Regions from separate parts of the Mus musculus genome. Here all the other regions are linked to region 6. Evidence: chromatin contacts called from public HiCAR-type and promoter capture Hi-C data. All regions are on one chromosome and are shown on one strand. The core of a region is the stretch at or near the end of the contact, and the rest is flanking DNA. Distances in the headings are between cores, read along the strand shown. Region 1 holds the start of Dancr (differentiation antagonizing non-protein coding RNA). Region 2 holds the start of Dcun1d4 (DCN1, defective in cullin neddylation 1, domain containing 4 (S. cerevisiae)). Region 3 holds the start of Usp46 (ubiquitin specific peptidase 46). Region 4 holds the start of Fryl (FRY like transcription coactivator). Region 5 holds the start of Ociad2 (OCIA domain containing 2). Region 6 holds the start of Tmem165 (transmembrane protein 165). Region 7 holds the start of Lrrc66 (leucine rich repeat containing 66).

Region 1 (2,700 bases), core at 3-2,502, 2.1 Mb after region 6:
AAAGATTATGGAAAATTACTCATAGGCAACAATATACAGGTTAACACACCTCAATTGCTAGCACGTGACTGGTTACTAGCAAAGAACTTGTCCTAACGAAGTCCAGATACATTCTAATGATCTAGCATGAAATCTTTGCATCTTTAAAACGGCGAGCATGTCATAGCCATGCAGATCTGATTCTAGGGCAGTGGGACATGAAGAAGGGGTGGGGCAGGATCCTAGTACATTGATTAAAATCTTTAGCAAACTACCTTCAGGGTAATCAGTTACAAGGCCATTCAAGGAAACTCACATGGCCCTCACTTCACCTATTTCAGCTTCGATACTAATCCTAAAGTGGAATACAGGCAAACCTGGTCACTACATGCAAGAGTACTTCACCTTGGAGCCATTCAGTCACGGGTTTCTTGTAGTTTTCAACCTATGAAAGAATAAAAATGTTTCACATAAGTGGAACATACTCAACTATATCCTTTCCAGCTGACCTAAAATCTCACTTCTAGAAAAGCAAATGTATTCTTGTCTTCTGAACTTTCTCCTCCAACCAAATTAAACCAGGTAGGCTACGTTTTCTTTTCTTTAAAATCCTATATCACTACCTAGCAATCGCCAGAACCTAAAATGCGCACATTCAAGTTTTAAATGAAGCTTTTGGTTCATTTGTGACTCCAGACAGGATCCAAAGAGGAGGTGTAGTTTTCCTCTCTGGGTTTTATGGAGAGTTCCTTTACCCTTCTGTGTTAGCCTCTTAAAGTACTGCGACAACCTTAAAAGGGCACAGGAAAGGGCGACTGGGGAGGCCCGGCGCAGCTCAACAAAGACAGGCCTGGAACCTCCGTCTTCTCGGCCACGTGGCCAGGGCCTGCCTCCGATCAATGCCGGGACGTACCTGCGCTTGTGTCCGAGGCAGCAGCACGGCTGGGCAGTGGGGACCGGCTCGGGTGGATCGGCCTGCAGAGGGAAAGGGCGGTGGTCAGGGTGCCCGGGTCGGACGGCACAGAGGACTTTGTGTCTCGCGCAGCCCCGGGCTGGACACTGCCGCCCGCCCCGCGGGCCGCTGAGAACTGCTCTACCCCTCCGTTCTGGCCGCCGGGAGCAGCTGAGCTCGGGGCGGGCAAAGCTCGAGGGGACACGGGGACATCCTGACACCCTCCCACGAGGACACTCACCACCAAGGCCGGGACCGAAAGACCGAGCCGCTGCGCGCTGCGTTAATACAGCCATCCGGGAGAGGGGCGGAGCTGCCCCCCCCCCCCGAGACCTGCAACCAATCAGAGGGCCGCTTGGAGGGGGCAGAACAGGAAAAGGAGAGCAGCCAATCGTCAGAAGGATTGTAGGCGTGGCTGGTATGGGAAGCCAATCGTCGGGACGTTTCGGACCCGGTAGGGTGGGGCCGTTGACTTCCAGCAGCAGGTTCTCCACCCACTGCGGTGTTGGAAGCGTTGAGGCTGTGCTCAGTGGAAACCTTCCTTTCCTGAAGCTATGCCGGTGCTAGGTGTGTTCCGACTTAGATCCCTTCTTGTTCAGCTAGTTCACTCCCAGGGCCCCTCCTTAACCCTGAGAGGAGCTGCCTTTTTCTGTGTTCCTGGAGAGTAATATCAAGGAGAAATGTTGCTGGAGATGTGAGGCAGTTAGTTCTCAACAGAGCTCTACCACAGAGCTACCTCCTCAGCCCGTACCATTAATTTTGAGTCAGAGTCTCTCTTAGGTGCCCACACTGCTTTCTAACTTACTGTGTAGCTAGTTCAGGGTATTCATCAAACTTGTTATCCTCAGTGCTACGTGCTAGGATTGCTGGCATGCATGCCACTCTCCACCTAGGCTATACCTTTGTCTTGTTTTTAGTGGTCCTGGGTTAAAAGTAGAGCCTGGCGTCTCAGATCCCAAACCCTTTTATTACTTTGAAACTAGGTCTCACTAAATTTCCCAGACAAGACTGGAACTTTCCGTCCTTCTGCCTCAGCTTCCTGAGTAGAAGGGACGACAAATTTTCACCACCAGGCCTGGATATGTGCTTAACTTATTTTAATGAGAATTTCCACGGTCTGAGATGATTTTATTGGCAAGGTTTTTAAAATAATAATAATAATAATAATAATAATAATAAAATTATTTTTTTAATTTGAAGAAATTAAATTTCCAAACTTATATTAAAACTAAAAATGTTCAAAGAGCCACGTGCCTGCGTTCTTCTCTCGGCTAAAAGCCAGCCATTCATTCCAGACCTGGCGCATCTATCGTCTTGGTCTGTTGGGGGAGGGGGGGTATTTTAAAGCAAATCTCAAGCTTGGTTTGTTTCACCTCTTAATATTTCAGTATTTATTTCAAAAGAAAAGAGGCCATCTTGCCTGAGGACAATGCCAATGTGATTGCTAGAATAAACAGCCGCTCCAAGTTCACAGCAAGACTATTCTGATACAATGTTACTTTACAATGAGTTCGTTTGAATAAGGACTCTAAGTCTATTCATCATGCTCGCCTGTGTTTCTTTACAGCCACTTTTAGTCTAGATAAAAAAAATGATGACCTGCTTTGTCAACTTGCTTTGACTTTTTAGATAACTTTTTGAGATTGAACCCAAGTGTTATAGGTCACCCTTTTAAGTGTACAAATCGGTGTTTTTAAATATTCCTCAAGGTTTTATAATCATCTCCATTGTCTACTCCCAGATCATTTTGCAGTCAGCGTCTTATTGGA
Region 2 (2,700 bases), core at 167-2,666, 2.7 Mb after region 6:
CTAAAGCACCCTCCCGGTGCTTCGGGCGGAGGTAGCTTCTCGCACGCGCGTTGCTATGCCTCCAAAGCGGCCCTCCGTACAAGGTAACAGGTCTTGACGCATCAGCCTCTACACCTGATGGCCAGAAATTAGAGAACTGCGTCACACACTGCCAAACCTACGGACCGCCGGGGACCCCGACAACCTCTTACGCCAATTCCTCCACCCCGCTTCCAGGACCCCTGCGGGTCGAGTCAGCTCGCAGACAGCGGCCTCCCGGTCCTGTAACCCCAGCCCGCGCTGACCTCGCTCCCCGTTGCTCGCCGAACGCGGAGGCTACTGCCAGCCTCGGGACACCTCCCGGGTACCCGGCCCCGCCCCCTCTCCTCAGTGCACCCCGAGGCTCAATGGTGGTCCCCTCCTAGGCTGGAACCGGGCCTCTCCAGGGAGGAGGCGCCTCCCCCAATGGACAGTCCAACGCTCCCCACCCCGCCCCAAGAGCACCGTACCCGAAGATGACAGCCCTCCCAGTCCCCGCTTCTCCCCACCTACTCTTCCTCCTAACTCACTCCGCACACCCTCCCCGACCCCTGTCCCAGCCCCCAAACTGCACAGCAGTCCTATCCGCCATCCACTCCTCCGGGGACCGCCTGTCCCAACACCTGCCCCCCAAGCCCTCTCCCCACTCCCGACCGCCGTCCCGCACACCGGACTCCACAACTCTCCCATCCCACCGCGGCGTCTCCCACTCCATGGCCCCCGTTACATCACCCCCCATCCCCTCACCGGCCCGGCCGCTGCCCCAGCTCCCCACCCATTGTTCCCGCCCCCGCCCCCAGCCCTCCTTCCCATTGTCCCCGCCCCCTCTCCCCTCGCACTCCCCCGCCTTCCCCGGTAGACCGTACGGCTCGGGCCCCGCAAGCCTCACCCTGTACTCGGACCGCAGGCCCTCTCCCTGCCCGCTCGTACCACCCCCGACCCCAGCTGCCAGCGCCCGCCGCCGTCTCCACCTCCGTGCACCACCGACTCTCGGCCCCCGGCCTTCCAGAATGTCCCCCCTCCCCCAACCGCGGAAAGCCAGCCAGTCCCCACCCCCTCCCCGCCGCCCCTGCCCCCGCCCCAGCCGCCCGCAGCGTCACGGCCCTCGGACTCCAGGAGGGGTTCAACCCGCTCCCGGGCCAGGGACTCCAGCGCGATCGGAACCGGAGAAGTGGAGAAGGGAGCGCAGGAGCGGACGCGGTGTGCGGGCCCGCTGGCTCTGTGCTACTCACTGACAGCTGCAGCATCCGAGTGCATTTTCGGGCAGCTCACACCCGCCTGCCGCCCGGGCTCCCGCGCTCCACTCGCGGTCCCCCTACCGACTCCCCAAACCTTAGCTCGCAACAGAGGACCGCCGGCTTCTTCTCCGGCCCGCCCATCCCGCCCTTCTCATTGGCTAGACCCCAGCCGGGGGACCGCCCCTCTTCGGCTCTCATTTGACCGAAGAAGTGCTGGTTGCGCCGCCTGCAGCTGGCAAGGAGGCCCCGCCCCCTAGACTGCAACGTGATTGGCCCCGGCGTCTCGCCTCCGACCGCCCCTGGTGGAGGCCACTGTTCGGAGCCGCAGGTTGGACCCAACGGCTGTCAGTCATTCAGGGGTCCGAAAGCGCGTGGAGGGGCGAGACTGGGGAATTGGTCCACCTTGACCCTGAAGCCCCGCCCTGTGGCGGGCGGATCCTGGAGCGGGAGACCAACCGAGAGCCCAGCCGAGAACCTGGGTTAAGCATCCGAAACAAAGCAGCCTGAGGGACCTAGAGCCAAGCTCCAGCCCACAGGGACTGGTGTTCCCTGGGAGGCCATCGGCCAGATCCCGCTACTGCCCGCGCCCGGGTCCCGCCGGTTCTCCTCAATCGTTTCCCATTGCGGAAAATTAGAAGAAGAAAAATATCTCCGCTTTCCTCCCCTTTATGCCACAACCTTTCTGTCCTCAACTTTGGAAATGCGCCTCTTTTTCAGAGTCAATTATTCAGAGTCATGCGTTACTTGCGCCAAAGGTTTCGAATGCTTCAGGCATTGAACGTCAGACACCTCTGCGGTCCCCAGACAGCGAGAGAAAAACCTAGTGCCACATTAGGCTCTGGGGTCAGCCTGACACCAAGATAAGCCAGGTCCCCTGACTATAAAAGTCTAAGAAACATAAGTCGAACCTGGCCAAACCGCTGTTTAGCAGAGGGAAGCGTTAATGGGGTTGTGATTGTTAAGTGTCCTAAATACTGCTTTTGTTGTTTCTTGGAGTTTTTCAGTACTTGAAAACCAGTTCTCCACAATCACAGGTAATGCAATAACGCTGAGATGTGCGAGGGTGGGCGCCCCGCCCCCACCGCAAACACACACTCCATGTCCAAACCTCGCTTGCCCCAACCACAGCCTGGACAGCCTGTAGATTCCGCCACACGCACTGGATGATATGACCAAAGATAACAAAGGGGTCCTGCGTTAGGATTCTGAATTCTACAGCCCAGGCTCTTGAGTTGTAGAGTTCTGAAATCCGGACAAATGTTACAAGCGCAAAACAGCTTACAGTCCTTGTTATCTACATCACTGTGTTTGTTACTGTGATATGTTCCATCTCATCGCCCTCTATTTCTCTGTAATTAAATTGAATCCCAATAACGCAATCTTTCATATTTGTCATTCAAATGCATATGATTCACTTCATCAAATTGCAAAATATCAGAATTGC
Region 3 (2,864 bases), core at 299-2,798, 2.1 Mb after region 6:
TCATTAGAAAGCATGAAAGCTTTAGACTAACCACGCACAAAGCTGAGGCCTTCAGCTTGTGACATTTCTCAGTCTTTAAGCTTTTCAGGACCTTACTGTGTTCTGGCCAGTCATAGTTAGGGTGTTTTATCGATGGTCCCCCTCCCCTGCCCCCTCCTCAAATGGTGCCCCTCCTAAGTTTAGCATGCCTTTATCTGTACTATTTATTTGAGAAACACAGAGCTGGGTTGGATACCTGCTCTGTAAGCCTTATGGAGCTAACCATGTCTATTAACTAATCATGTAGAAGCTGGAAGAGTCGTAACTGACAGCAGTAAAAAAGAATGAAAGTAAAATTCAGGTAGAATGAGTCATTGTGAGCAGGAATATTAATCCTTCTACACACTGAAAAATACAGTATCCATGTGACCCGTCCCCCACCCTCACCCTTCAGTCAGTGGTTTTGTCTTCTATTTCCACCCCAGATCCTAGAAGAATTACCAATGGATGGATGGCTCTCATGTTATGTGTATAACCCTAGCCCCCCAGCCCCCAGTATGTTACTCTTGGCTAGACAGAGCTGTCTTCAATTATATTAATTTCTCTCCTAATTTAATTCTCCACAAAATACATTGGTTTGGGAATTTATCACGTTTCACATGCACAACTTCCCTGTGGAAAGCTTGGGACTGCAAACTTGTCTGCACAATTATTCCCCATGTTTGAAATGAACTCTTTCAGTTCTCACGAACATATCCCTCAAGTGGTGTGTACAGTGTGCACCCTGAGCCTGCAGTCTGGGCCTCCGCAGGAAGGTGTAAAAGCTCAAACAAAACTGAGATCAGGAGCTCCGAGGATGGGAGATAGGAAAGTTTTGTTTTGGTATTTCCTGGACAGCCTCTAGTACCGCCCAGAACCTGGCCATTTCCTCTGTACCTGCTAATGTCACAAATCTCCCGAGTGTGCCTGCTTAGACCCGGAATTCTTTCCTTTCTGGGAACCTTTCCCTAGGCAGCTGGGTTGCTGCTGGCTAGGGCTTTCTGGCCACGCCCATGTCCTGGTCTCATTTTACTTTTCGGGTTCCGGCGGATGCCATCTGGCTAGAACCCTGGAGAGAAACTTTAAAGTTGACTACACTCACCCTTAGACCCTTATTCATATCCTCCACTAGCTAATCCCTAACGCCCAAGGCTTGCTGGACACCAGCAGAAACGGGCAGAGGGAAACCGGGAAGCGAGCACGCCCGTGTCCCCGCGGTGTAGGTCCCCAGCCCAGTGCCCGGTACGGTCCTGGGTCCGGCGGAAAGGCCGCGGTGCTGGGTTTGCTCGGGGCTGGCCTTACGGTGCAGCTGGCACCGAGCGGGACCCTAGGGCAGAGGAGCAAGAACGGCTTCCAGTGGGGTCAGCCGAGCGGGTCCTGGCTGGCAGCGGGAGCATAGCAGTGGCCTCGGTTCCGCGCCTCCCGGCTCCGGGCTCCTCCTCCCGCCGGCCGCGGCCCGGGCTGCGTCGCTCCGCCACTCCCCGCCCCGCGCCGCCGCCCCGCCCTCGCCGCCGCCCGGCCTCGCTCGCCCAACCCCACTGCAAGCCGGCCCCAGGCCGCCTCGCCGCCACCCGGCCTCGCTGCGCGCCACCATGGACAGTCCCGTTTTCCCCTGGTAAAGATGGCGGTGCGCGATCGCTGCAACCTTTAGACTAATGACTGTCCGAAACATCGCCTCCATCTGTAATATGGTGAGTGGCCGCCGAGCCTCCGGGGGTCGCGCCCGCAGCGAGCCAGGCAAAGAAAGGGAACCCCGGGCTGGAGCTGCACGCGCGCCGCGGTCGTGGGGGCCGTGCGGCCAGAAGTTCCCGGTCCCGAGGCTGGGCCGGCTGACCGCAGTCCCCCCCACCTCTGTCCCAGCCGGGGACCCCGAGCGGATCCCAGGGATCCCCAGGGCGGCCCCATGCCCCCGCCCTCGAGTTGCGGTGCGGGTGGTGGGTGGGGGTGGAGGTGGAGGGTGCGAGGTGGCTGCACAGCGAAGTCCCGAGGGAGGACCATGAGGGTACGAGCCCGGAGTGGAAGGAAGCAAATCCTTCTGGTGCAGTAAATAAACCCTTACTGGACTCGCCGACTGTCCTCTGCTCCTTCTGGAGTTCAGCCTTGATTGTATTTAAGATTCACTTTGCAACAGCAGTGCTCTTACCAGGAGAAATTGGATAGACATGAAAGCTGTGACCAAAAAATAAAAAATAAATAAAAAATAAAAATTCCAAGTGAAGAATCTGGTTAGAGAGGTGAACTAAAACCTGGTATCGGAAAAGCATGGCAATTTGTTCTGGAGGCCTCAGTTTCCCCACCTGCATGCAGGAGATTATAAGGAGACAGGAACGTTTGCAGGCCCTGGGAGTGAGTGGCTGTAGGTGTGAGGAAGTCTGCAGGGGTTGTCCTGCCCCGCCTCCTCTCCTTTTAGCTTGGACACTGCCTGGTCTGTCTGATAGGGTGGGGGTCTGGGGGGGGGTGTTACCCAGCAGTCACTTTAATTTAGATTTCCCCCATTACTTTCCAGTTCTGTTTAGTTTCCTCGGGACCAGTTTCTAGCCCTTGGGGCCACTGAGTGTACTCAGCTAGCACCCCCACTTGTGGGAGCCATAGGGAGGTCAGGGGTAAGGCACTGGGGTGTGGGAGTTGAGGAGGGTGTGTGTTCTGCCTGTACTTTCTGTATCCTCACCCCCTTAGACCCCCTTCAAACTGGAACACTGTTTTTTTTTTTTTTTTTGTTTTGTTTTGTTTTTCCATTTTGGGGAATCCATCCCCGCCCCCACCCCCCTCCGCCACCAAGTTAGACAGTAATGCTAGCATCTAAAGGAAATCTGAGGAGGCCTGATTAAGTAGGCCTCAGGTAAGGT
Region 4 (2,700 bases), core at 113-2,612, 2.9 Mb after region 6:
CTCGATAATAATGGCTCTCTGAGTTCAGGAAAAAAGCCTTATCTCTCAACTGTCTATGCTTATTTCCCTCTCTCTAAGCTGGTCTGGTCTAGGGCGGCATTGGGCACAGCCACTTTCTTGGCACTACTGGAGGTGACTGCTGCACCTGTAGGGATCCTCTGACGTCGTCAAAGGATCGTCAAAAGTATCAAAGACCATAGAAAATAGAGAGAACACTTAACCTGTTCCTTACTATTTCTTGGCGGGTCCGAAAGCCATAACCACACTCAGGTTTTTTGGAAATAACCTTCGTTTCCTATATCTGGGGTAGGAACCTGGTGCTAAGTTAATGCAGATCCCGAGGTTGTCGCAGGATTCCTCTCCTTTAATGAGCAGGGTTCTGCCACTCAGGTTTCTCCTGGCGAGACTTCTCCCTCTTCCTTTGGGTAGATGTGCTTTCCCCGGAAAGGTGCCACTGTCCTTCAAAGACTAGCCCTCTGGTGTCCACATTTGTAACAAGAGGAACTTTGAGAATATCAGCAAAGAGGAATATATGTTTAATCTTTCCAAACAATTTTTAAAAATAATAAAAAATAGCATAGTCCCGCGCAAATGCCAGTATGACACACAGGACGTGACCTAAACGGAACTTCTAATGGGAAGAACTTAACGCTTTTCTGAACGTCCTATTGCAAGATAAACAAGGAAACCCCTGGGTTTGAAGACACCTTCGTTAATTCTTCCGGGTGCGTAAAGCCAGGAAGTCAAGGATGTGAGCAGAGTAGACAGGGAGTGTGAACTTGATTAATTCTCAGGAGCCAGTATTAGGATTTCAGGTGTTCTCACTCCATTCACGAAATAGGATTGGGCTCTCAGGATCCCGCAGCTGCTGTGGTGTGCTTTTTATCTGAAGATTTTTGCATCCTTTCCACCTCTCTTTCCCGCCTTCCTCAGTATAGGTTGTTTGTGCTCGACCTCTACCAACATTTAAAGGTACAGAGGCTTTGAGGGTGCCAAAATAGGGAAGACTTTACGACTGTCTTTCAGCCGTCCAGGGAGAGTGATAAAAGGTAAGGGGCGTGCAGACTTGCCTTTTCTTACCCAATCAGGTGCACAGGAAGATGTCTTTCTACCAATAAAAATAAAGTTAGCTTTCCGGAGGCGGGAGGGTGAGCCGTGACTGCCAGTTCTCCAAAGCAACGTTGGAGGCGAGGACCGAGAGTGATTAGAGGTAGGTCCAACCCGGGGGAGGGGGCGGGGCGAAGGTGGGGAAACTCTGAGCGGCGGGGAGGCCGGCCAGTGGAGGGCGAGGACCGCTGTTCCTGGTGTAGTATCCTTCGCCAATCAGGAAGGCGAGTGGGTGGGCGGGGCAGAGAAGGGGTGGGCAGAGCTCGCAGCACTGCCGGGCGCCCGTCGGGCTCTGGGAGAGACAGAAATCCGGTTAAAATCAGAGTCGGAGGGAGGTTTAACCACGAATCGGTCCCGATCGGATTATTCCTTAAAGGGGACGCGCCATTGTCAAAGAGAACGGAGCCTGGGGCCCGAGGGCGGGGACCGGCGGCGCTGGAGGAACGAGGCAGCTGCACGGGACTGGGGACCTGGTAGGTGCTGTTTGGGGAAAGGCGCTTCATTTCACTTTCTCTTCCAGCGCGGGGGCAGGATCCGGGATGCCCGCCGACCGTCGGCCGTAGGATCCGGGATGCCCGCCGACCGTCGGCCGTGGGATCCCGGGTCCCCGGCCCTGGCCCGGCTGCCCTTCTTGCTGCGAGCCGCGAGGGAGGCGGACCGGGATGGGCGGCTGCGGCGCCGACTGGGGAGGCTCCTAACGGACGCGGGCGCGGTACTGAGCCGGGGTCAACCGAAAGCCCGTCGGAGCTGCGGCAGACCCGTGGGGGAGCACCGCGCGCCCCGCTCTGCTGCGCGCCTCCTTCCCGGCCCGTGCCCGGCTCTCCCCGCGCTCCCGGCTGCCCTGGTCGCGCGCCGTCGTCTCCACGCTCGCTCCGCTCTTCCCGCGCGCCCGGCTGCCCTGAGCGCGCTCCCTGCGCCGCTCGGCGCGCCGGCTTGGTTCGCACGCCGCGGGTTCACCGCGACCCGGGAACCGCCCGGCGAGGAAGCGGGCGGCGGGGCGGTGGCGGCAGGCGCTACTGCTGGGTTGATCATCCGACCCGGCTGAAGGTGCCGGCAGGCGGCCTCGGGAGGAGAGGCGGCGGGCTCGCGCTGCGCGCCGAGGTTGCCGGCCCGGCCGGGCATTGTCCGCGATCCTCCGCCGCGTCTCTCCGCCCACTGCTTGCGGTGCTGGGAGGGGTGCGGACCTGGGCGCAGAGCCCACTCCGCCTGAAGCGACGGCGCACCCCCGGACCCGCGCCTTTCCGGAGCCGGGGTCGGCCCGGCGGACGCCAAAGTCACCGCCCGCCGCCGGGCCTGTGCAGCCCGGGCCACCGGCTTCGCAGACACCGGCGCTGGCTCCTCGCGGTCCGGAGCTCAGCCGTGCAACTTTTCTTTGCCTTCTAATGGGAGTTGTTGCTTCCGGGCGGCAGGTTCTCCCGGCCCGGCCGAGCCTCGTTTCTTGCGTCTGCAGAGGCCGATATCTAAGGCGATCTGGGGCCTGAATGCTTTACTACTAGTCCAGCTTTGTTCCTCATTACCTACAATCGCTTTGCTTGTAGACTTTCGAGGATATAAGTCCCAGGTTGCTGTGTTAATAAAAGAATAAATAAACGG
Region 5 (2,739 bases), core at 15-2,514, 2.8 Mb after region 6:
AAGTGCTCACATCTGCCCACAGAGACCAGAGGAAGGAGTCTTGTCCCTTAGAGTGGAGTTTCAAGTTCTTTCAAGCCTAACTCTGGTCCTCTGGAAGAGCGGCAAGTGCTCTTAACCACCCAGCTCTGGAGGGTGGGGGCAGGAAGGTGGAGGCGTAATCAATCTTGTATTGCCAATTTCAGAGGACCGATCTTTAAATGATTAACATGTCTGTATATAGAGCTGAGCAGAAATCTGATCTGGAAGGCCAAAGGACACATTGCTGGGCTTGGTGACCTCCTGAAATGGGTATAAAGTCAACTAAAAGCAAGCAGGGGTGGTGCTTTCTCCACTGTACATTTCCCCAGTGGACTGTTATGGTGATAAGTACCCTGAGAGGACACAACTTTTCCTGAGTGTGAAAGAGAAGAGGGTCTTTTTCCAGCCAGGCTGGAGGCCAGGGTAGAAAAGGCCAGGACAGGGCCTGGAGAGATGGCACAGTGGCTAAGAGCACCTGTTGTTCTTGCAGAGGACTTGGGTTCAGTTCCCAGCACCCGCTTGGCAGCTCACAAGCATCTGTAACTCCAATTCCGGGGGGTGGGGGTGGGGGGTCCCGATGCCCTCTTCTGATCTCTGTGGGCAGCAGGAAATGAACTGTTAGTCACAGGATGTTAGTTTGGACAGAGGGGTGGGTAAGGAAGCCCCGTTGTGGGGGTTAAAGCTAGAAAATATAAGTTGCCTCTGGAATTGCAACTTCCAAATTTCCCCCCTCAGCACTGCAAGACTGGTCAGTCAGTCAGTCTCTGCAGACAGAGCGTCTTTCTGGAAATTCTTGTTCACAACACACACATACATTTACATAGATACACATTCACACATGTATACATGCATTCACACACCACCACTCACATACATGCACACCCTCTCATACTCCTAGACACCATCAAATGCACTAACACACATATACTTACACTCAGTCACATACAATTACATAGACATACATACATACATGTATACGCTCATATATACACTTACCCACACTCACATAATATAGGCACAGGTTTATGCTAACATATATTTACATACATACACACAGAGACACACATATATACTCATATGTGTTCACATATATACTTGCACATTCTCACATACATAGGCACTCATTTATAGTCACACATACTAGGATATACGCGCGCGCGCGCGCACACACACACACGCACGCACGCACACACACACACTCAGTGCCTTCCCCTCATAGGCTAGCCATTGGGAGGGTAAAAGCTTGGCAAAAGAAGGCTAAGGAACCAAGGTGGGCTGTAATTGACTCCCTCGGGGTTGGGGACCCTACCGGGCTGTCCCGGCTGTCCGCAGCACAGTGCTTTTGTTCTGAGGTGAATGCTTAAATCCGCCCAGAGAGGGGGTTCAGGGAAACAGTTGGAGTCGCCTGTGTTTTTGTTGGGAGGACGGAGTCACGTGAAAAACAATGAGGTAGAGTATAGCAAGTGTTAGGAAGAGACTGAGAAGTGGGGGCTTCTGGAAAGTGCTGGATTCTCCCAGTGTCACCAACAGAGAATGAGACTGCAAGTGGGGGCGGGCTGCACTTGCTGAGTCTTGAGCTAGCGACGCGCAGAGGTGCGGGGAGGAGCGAGCGCTGGAAGGAAGAGGAAGGAGGGAAGAAAGGAAAGATCGCCAAGAAAAAAGGTGAGGGGAGAGGAGAGGGGCCCTGGGGTTCGGGTTGGGGCGGTGGGCGTGTGCGGCGCGCGGGAGGGGTGTCTGCAGTCGTGTGTGTGTGTGTGTGTGTGTGTGTGTGTGTGTGTGTGCGCGTGCGTGCGCAGCTCCGCCTCGGTAGCACCCACCCGCACTTGTGAGCCCACAGAGGGTGGTGTGCGGGCAGGAGAGGTGGCCTGGGGCAGTGTCTTTCTCTGCTGGCTTTCCTTCCCGGGTGCTGGGGACTTGCGCAGGCCCTTCACAGACTGCACCGCCGCCGCTCCGCCGTAGCCAGTCTCCAACGCTTGCCTGCCTGGCTCCTCTCCAGGTGCCACCAACTCCTGCGACCCCAAGCAGGGGTGTAGCTTGGAGTTTTGCAGGCAGCCTTCTTGGAAGGGTCTAGCCTTTAAATCTAGCTAGCTGATTCTGGGCCAACCTCCCCTCCCCCGCCACAGACTGGGTCAGGCACCAGACCTGAGAGTGTGTGCGTGTGTGTTCACGCGCATGTGCCCAGAAGGTAAGGCTTGCTCAAAGCAAGCAACTGGGTTCTGGAAGACCCAGCCCACCAACACTGAGGTGTGTGGTTGCTTGCTTCCTGATTCTTGAGATGGCTCTGGGTCTGACTGGGAATTTAAAAAAAAAAAAAAAATCATCTAATTTGCCTATAGGTGGCAAAGATTTCCTAGGGTCTTAATTCCTAGAAAATAAGATGCCCAGAGCCACTCTGACAATTGTTCCCCTACTGTTCAGACACCTATCACTGTGCCCTGGTCCTGTCTTCATTTCTCATCCCCATCCTTGCACAGCTTAAGACTGCTGTGCCCAAGTCTCAGATGACACAGTGGAGGCCCAGACACTTTATATCCCTTATTCCAATTCTCAGGACCTGCAAAGAAAGTCAGAATTAAAACTGGTGTGTTGCAGGACATTGTTCCAGACTTTTAACAATGCACTCGGGTGGCAGACAGATCTCTGGGAGTTTGAGGCCAGCCTAGCCTGCACAGGGAGTTAGAGGACAACGAGAGTGACATAGTGAGACTCTATCTCATGGGG
Region 6 (2,750 bases), core at 180-2,679:
CCTAAAAGACCTGGGGTTTAGCTGGAACGGCATGGTGATGGGAAAATGAATATCTATCCTGCGGTCACCCTGATCTGTACTCAAGTCAGGACAGCCATTCTCTTGGAGGGCAGATAAAGACAGAAGTAGGAAAGGGAATGCCAAAATGGACCCTACTAAGAGACTAAAAAAACTCCAGAATGTAGGAGTCAAAATTGGAAATAGAGAGTCCAACTCAGAGGAAAGTAACATAGAAAGGAGAAATTCTACGAACATAGATTAAAAGGTTAATTTCTATCTATCTGGTAATGGTTAAAGAAACTTATGAGGCTCTAGTTTACCTATAAATGGAGTTTTGGAATCCCTCACTATAGAGCGCTCTACCTTTGGGCACAAGTCTCTGCATTCAAGGGCAACTTCCTTCATGCCAAAACACGTTTTTTTGTTTTTTTTTTTTTTTTAAGGGAGGGTGGCAACGCATAATCTCTAGACACTGTATCTGGCAAGAACCACAGGGTGTGCCGAGCTGAATTCGGGTGAGCATCTCTGGTTGGGTTGCTTCAACAATGGCTGATACTTCCAACAATGTGATGCTACTTCGAGAGAGACAAGTCTCCCAGCGGCTCTGTACTAAAAACTTTCTACTTGGGATGATGATTTCCAGTCTTTTCAGTATGGCCCATGTGATCAGCAGAAGGCAGAATCCAGAGCAAGCCTGTCGGTACCAGGGATCTAGAGGACCTCTGGGGAGCCCCGGTTGGGGCCCTCACTTTCCCTTCCCCCAAGCAGCCAGGCCAGGCCAGGCCGCGCCTAAGAAAGCCGTCTTGTCACCCTCCTCCCAGCGAGCGGAGCAGGGGCCGGCTCCCCTCCCCCAGCCTCTTCGGAAAGAGGGCGGCGCCGCCAGCGCGGGAGCCTGGTACCCGACTGCGGGCTCCGCGGCCTCAGCCCGCCCCATCCCCACCAGCCCGGGCTCTCACCTCGGCCCGGGCCGGCTCGAGGCCCTGCACCGCCGCGGGCTGCGGCTGCAGCTGCTGGGCGGGCGCCGGCGGCTCCTGGTTCCGATGGCTCAGGTCTTCCTCCGGGCCGGCGCGGACCCCGGCCGGGGCCCAGAGCAACTGAAGCAGCAAGAGCACGAGCAGCCTTCGCGTCGGCGCCCGGCCGCTCCCCCGGGCCGCGGCCGCCATCCCGCCCGCCCAGCCGGCACCGCGCTGCGGCAGGAAGAAGTGCAGGCGAAGGGAAGCGTCGAGCCCGGCGTGCCGGCAGGCGCCTCCGTCAGGCCTGGCTGCCGCTCAGGGGGCAGCCCTGCAGCACGCGGGACGCGGGGACCGGACCGGGACGGACCGGCGGCGGGAGCTCCGGAGCAGCTGGGCAGCAGAAGCCACACACTCCTCCAACTGCCTCCGCGGCCCAACTCCTCCGGCCCGCCCCCTGGCCAACACGACCTCCCATTGGCCCGACGTCAGCCCGGCGTCGTGACGTTTCCGGCAGGTTGAGGTGCGGCTCGCTCACTGGTCCTATTGGACCCGGCGCGCCGGGCCAGGTAGCTGGAGCTGCTTGATGGACTCTCCCTGCGTCCTCTCGGGTCCCACCAGAGACCCCCTTATTGGCCCTGGAGAGGTCAGGCTGCCAGGCTCCTACCAGTACTTCCTCAAGAGCCTTAGGTCTTTAAGGCCTAAGCCGCCGCCACCTCCACTTCTATTAAATGTCAAGTGAGTCCCAGCCCCGCTACCTACGTGGCAGGAACTGCCACACCTTTAAGTTACGATCCACCCACCCTCACCACGTCCCTGGACCGCCTACACAGAATGTTCTTTGGGGGTCCATATGCTGGGGTTTTTTGAAGGTTCTGAAGTAAGATTCGGAAGTAAAAGATGAGAACGTCCAAGCTTGATTTTAAAACATTGTTGAATAGCCGCAGACCAAAAGTCATCACTGCCCTGGCTCAGGATGCCTTATCCTGAAATAGGATATCCTGAAAAGGTTTGGAGTTGAGTGGTTAGGGTTTCTGTGGGATGGAGGCCTTGAGTAGGCAAAAGTAGAAGACAGGAAAGAATGGTTAGTTAGGCGTTAGACTAGGGCTGGATTTTTTTTTTTTTTTCTAAAGAAAAGCTGAGATACCGTACGCGCGCGCGCACACACACACACACACACACACACACACACCACAAATTGCTAACCATGTGCCAGGCACTAATCTAAATCCTACTCCTGTTTCACAAGCCATTCTTGCAACCTCTCCTTAGCCTACTCAGCATTGCTCCTTACAGAACCCTTCAAGCTATAGCTTATTTATGCTCCCAGTATTGTGAGATAACCAAGATGCTTCCTACACATAGTTTGGGGTGCAGTTGTTGTACCTCCAAGTTCATTCCTGGAGTGTAAATGTCCTGAGCCCTCAGAATACAACATGACAGGGATCAGAAGTCTAGACTCCTTCAGCCACCTCCTTTTTCTGCAAAGATTTGCCTTGCTCAAAAGGGCCTGCAGAGGAGATAGGAGTGTCAAGTGGAGAGAATAAAAGAAGCAGCCCAGTAGATGGAGGCAGAAGAGTTAGGTGTCACGGATCCTTGAGTTCTGCTAGGGACCAGGTTTATTATTTTTTTTCCTGGCGTTCTCTAGTCTATGATCATCTCAGAGAAAGGCCTCCTGGCTAAATTCTAGTTACCCCACATAAAGCAAAGAAAAAGCAAATGGCTCAAGGGCTACAGCTGCAGGAGACTGAGATGCTGATTGCAATGTTCCAGTGGCTCTGGAGCAAGACAGGAAATCTG
Region 7 (2,905 bases), core at 65-2,564, 2.6 Mb after region 6:
ATGCTCAGAAAAATCACGCTTGGAATTCTCATGTCCATGCTCAGTGTATTTTTAAATTGTACATTTGTTTCATGTTCTATTTAAATTTGTTTTGAGAATTTCTTTAAATAAATATTTTTACTAAATCCACAGAACCCTATATTACAAAGTATTATTTACTGAATACAATTCATGAGAAAAAAGTGTATTTTTACGTCTGTGGGAAACACTTGTGTTTTGATACATCTCCATTGAGCACTTTGAAGTTTGAGCATATCCTGCTGCTCTGTAAAGCGCGTGGTTACTAGGTATGCTATTTTAGACTGCATTTTGGGTAGACCCTCTGACACACTGACCTGAAAGCAGAGAAGCGGAGCTTGGTGCACAGTGAAGCGGCACTGTTAAATCTGGCCACCAGGGGGCGTATGCCTTCTCATGTGTTCATTTCTTCGGTTTTGAACATAGCACACTGAGAGGACTTACTGCAGCGCTGGGGAAGGTAGGTGCAGGAAGGACCCAGGGAGGAAAGCAAACACACATTTAACAGACAGTATTCGAGAGGTGAATATCAATGCAAAGAGATAGAAATAAAAAGAAGACCCCTTCCAGACTGTCCAGTGAGAGGTTGGGGGGTGGGGGATACACAACACAAAGCAGGAGCTACCTGCCGACTCGGCAACCTTTTAAAATATTCTTCGGTGGCAATCTTCTTGCACTGTGACAGAAGCAAAATAAACTTTGTGTGATAGTTTTGGTGATGAAAGGTAGAATTTCTACCTGTTTTTGATGAGTGGTTTGTGTTTTCTTGTTTGTTTGTTTTTTGCTTTTTTAAAGGAGTTAAAAACTTGTTTTTAACTTGATGAAGAGGAGACCACTAAAGTGCTGCTCATGGTAATCTTTTGAACGACATCAAGAGGGGCAAAGTTTACAAGTTATGCCACACAAAAATATACCTATGTATTTCAGATTGATGACCTCTGTTTACAATAAAGCTCTGTGAACTTGGCGGTCAGTTTCTTCGTGACTTTATTAATGAGCATCTACATTAGCACAAACACACAGATTCTAAATATGGCTGGAGACTGGAGCATCAAGACCTGCTTATGCGACCTCTCTGCAGGCAGAGGTAGAGAGCCGCCCAATCTCAGTTTAGATTCTCACCTTCTGGGCCTTAGAAGAAGGCTTCTCTCCGAGTGGCCGAGGAAAGGGTGTGGACTCAGTAAGGGAGGAGCCCAGAGATGAAAGGGTTGGGCTGGCTGCAGAGCTGGGTAAGGTGGGCGGAGTCTCAAGGGCACAGATTTAAAATCCTCCCCTGGCTGGATCAGCTGGAGACAGACCAGTTAGAAACTACCTAAGGACCCTCAGGTAGGCCCCCGGAGCAGCGTCCTGCCCTTCCTGGGCCTCATTTCCGGAAGGGCTTCTATCCACTGTTTCCCCTTTCTTTTTCCAATTTCTTAGAGAAGAATTCATCTTTTCTCTACTTCCGTTTTTCCTGTTACCTTCTCGGTCTCACTCCGACTACACGTTCTCCAGTTATTTCTACTTCCTCACACTTCAACCCAAACGAGTCTCAAAAGTCAATTTCTACTTAATTACCTGTACTTTCCTCTGGAGTTCTCCCGTTTGTGGGGTTTGGTGGTGGTGGTGGTGGTGGTGGGTGGTTTGGGCTTTTGGGTTTTTGTTTTGTTTGTTTGTTTTCTGGGTTTTGTTTTGTTTTGTTTGTTTTTTGTTTTTGGTTTTTGGTTTTTTGGTTTTTACCTCACATAGACATTTGTATGTAATATAATGCTTCTTTTCATCTCAGACATAAAATTATACTAATCTGCCTGTTTTTAGTGCAAATCTATTCACGTATCAATCTCTTCACCTCGAAAAAGGCCAGACTATAAAAACCTTTCATTTATATTCCATTTTAAAAATGTATGTTTGAACCCCATTTTTTTCTTCAGAGTTGAAAGAATGTGCATAAGTATGATCGCTGTAATTTTTTTGCTACTATTACATTAGCTTGACGTCCAGTTGTATGCACAATGATTGCAGCGTTGGCATCAAAATAAATCTCTCTCTGACCAAGAAAATGAATTCAGCTTTTGGTATTGCGTAAGGGGCATACTATAATTTACTCCTTGCCGTAGGTAGGGCACCTTTGCAGTTTATGTACCTAAATTTAGATGCCCTCTGAGAGATGGGAGAGTTGACCTTGCATGAAACAAAAGTTTAGAAGTTGCAGTGAGAATGTCCTTCATTCTGTGCATTCATTCATGCAGAAAGCATAGCCAGTGACAGGCTCCAGAGCCTTAACTCTAGGAGGCACACGGGGGGGGGGGTGGGGGGGGGGCTACTTGCTCTCCTTTCCCTTTTGTGCTAACAATGTGTGATGGCATTGACATTCTGTCAAGCTGAGTGGAATTGAATGCATTCACTCAGTAGTTACTGAAAATATCGGGAAAGCAAAGGCGAAGAAAGCATTGGCTACTGTGAGAAAGGCAGGCTCAGACCCTACAAATTGAGATGAGACTTGACGGATGTGCACTCTTCAGACCGTAGAGGGGAGTGGCATTGACCGTGGGTTAGAGGCAGACGCAAAACTCATTTTACTGTGAGGTAGACACATGCATCCCTAGCCCAGGCCACGGCTTGCCGTTGCCCTGCAAGGGCCTCATCAAGGTAGCTGTGGTATAGAAAGTTCTGAATGCCTACCTTGGGAATTTGGACTATAGGCAATTAAAGAAACACTTAAAATTTTCGAAGGAGAAAAAAATGCATATGGAAAATAATATTGGGGGTAGAATGATCCCTGGAATTACCTATGATGCAGAGGAGAGTGGGCAGGAGGGCAGGAAGCTCAGCAGAGCTATTCTAGTATTTCAGACGTGACAGTGAGACCAGGCAGGAATGGGTGATTTGTGGCTGAGAAAAATTGTTT

What was found. Promoter capture Hi-C pulls out the DNA fragments that hold promoters and counts their contacts. HiCAR-type assays count read pairs that join an accessible place to other places.
Region 1: a promoter capture Hi-C map of pre-B cells shows a contact between it and region 6, with 4 times the contacts expected there. The contact joins the promoter of Dancr here to the promoter of Tmem165 in region 6. A contact is called at or near these places in 2 of 39 promoter capture datasets (hippocampal neurons and pre-B cells).
Region 2: a HiCAR-type map of astrocytes shows a contact between it and region 6, with 7 times the contacts expected there. The contact joins the promoter of Dcun1d4 here to the promoter of Tmem165 in region 6. A contact is called at or near these places in 3 of 39 promoter capture datasets (cranial neural crest, hippocampal neurons and pre-B cells), 1 of 115 datasets of contacts at active chromatin or transcription factors (astrocytes) and 1 of 9 other capture datasets (liver).
Region 3: a contact with region 6 is called in a promoter capture Hi-C map of neutrophils, with 3 times the contacts expected there. The contact joins the promoter of Usp46 here to the promoter of Tmem165 in region 6. A contact is called at or near these places in 4 of 39 promoter capture datasets (the C10 cell line, liver, neutrophils and 1 more).
Region 4: a promoter capture Hi-C map of liver shows a contact between it and region 6, with 4 times the contacts expected there. The contact joins the promoter of Fryl here to the promoter of Tmem165 in region 6. A contact is called at or near these places in 3 of 39 promoter capture datasets (cranial neural crest, hippocampal neurons and liver).
Region 5: a promoter capture Hi-C map of hippocampal neurons shows a contact between it and region 6, with 3 times the contacts expected there. The contact joins the promoter of Ociad2 here to the promoter of Tmem165 in region 6. A contact is called at or near these places in 2 of 39 promoter capture datasets (the 3T3-L1 cell line and hippocampal neurons).
Region 7: a contact with region 6 is called in a promoter capture Hi-C map of liver, with 3 times the contacts expected there. The contact joins the promoter of Lrrc66 here to the promoter of Tmem165 in region 6. A contact is called at or near these places in 4 of 39 promoter capture datasets (the 3T3-L1 cell line, hippocampal neurons and liver).

Annotation. Positions count from the first base shown.
Region 1 is chr5:74,091,612-74,094,311 of GRCm38.p6, reverse strand. It overlaps Dancr (differentiation antagonizing non-protein coding RNA), which reads right to left and starts at 1,252. Exons shown (of 1, transcript NR_145133.1): 1 at 1-1,252. Snora26 (small nucleolar RNA, H/ACA box 26) reads right to left here and starts at 782; the gene lies at 662-782.
Region 2 is chr5:73,489,742-73,492,441 of GRCm38.p6, reverse strand. Dcun1d4 (DCN1, defective in cullin neddylation 1, domain containing 4 (S. cerevisiae)) reads right to left here and starts at 1,416. Exons shown (of 11, transcript NM_178896.5): 1 at 1,251-1,416. The coding sequence starts at 1,275.
Region 3 is chr5:74,067,095-74,069,958 of GRCm38.p6, reverse strand. Usp46 (ubiquitin specific peptidase 46) reads left to right here and starts at 1,548. Exons shown (of 9, transcript NM_177561.3): 1 at 1,548-1,709. The coding sequence starts at 1,674.
Region 4 is chr5:73,255,280-73,257,979 of GRCm38.p6, reverse strand. Fryl (FRY like transcription coactivator) reads left to right here and starts at 1,362. Exons shown (of 63, transcript NM_028194.2): 1 at 1,362-1,580.
Region 5 is chr5:73,337,472-73,340,210 of GRCm38.p6, reverse strand. Ociad2 (OCIA domain containing 2) reads left to right here and starts at 1,264. Exons shown (of 7, transcript NM_026950.4): 1 at 1,264-1,680.
Region 6 is chr5:76,182,559-76,185,308 of GRCm38.p6, reverse strand. Tmem165 (transmembrane protein 165) reads right to left here and starts at 1,429. Exons shown (of 6, transcript NM_011626.2): 1 at 957-1,429. The coding sequence starts at 1,163.
Region 7 is chr5:73,630,830-73,633,734 of GRCm38.p6, reverse strand. Lrrc66 (leucine rich repeat containing 66) reads left to right here and starts at 1,314. Exons shown (of 5, transcript NM_153568.1): 1 at 1,314-1,344. It overlaps Sgcb (sarcoglycan, beta (dystrophin-associated glycoprotein)), which reads left to right. Exons shown (of 6, transcript NM_011890.5): 6 at 1-986.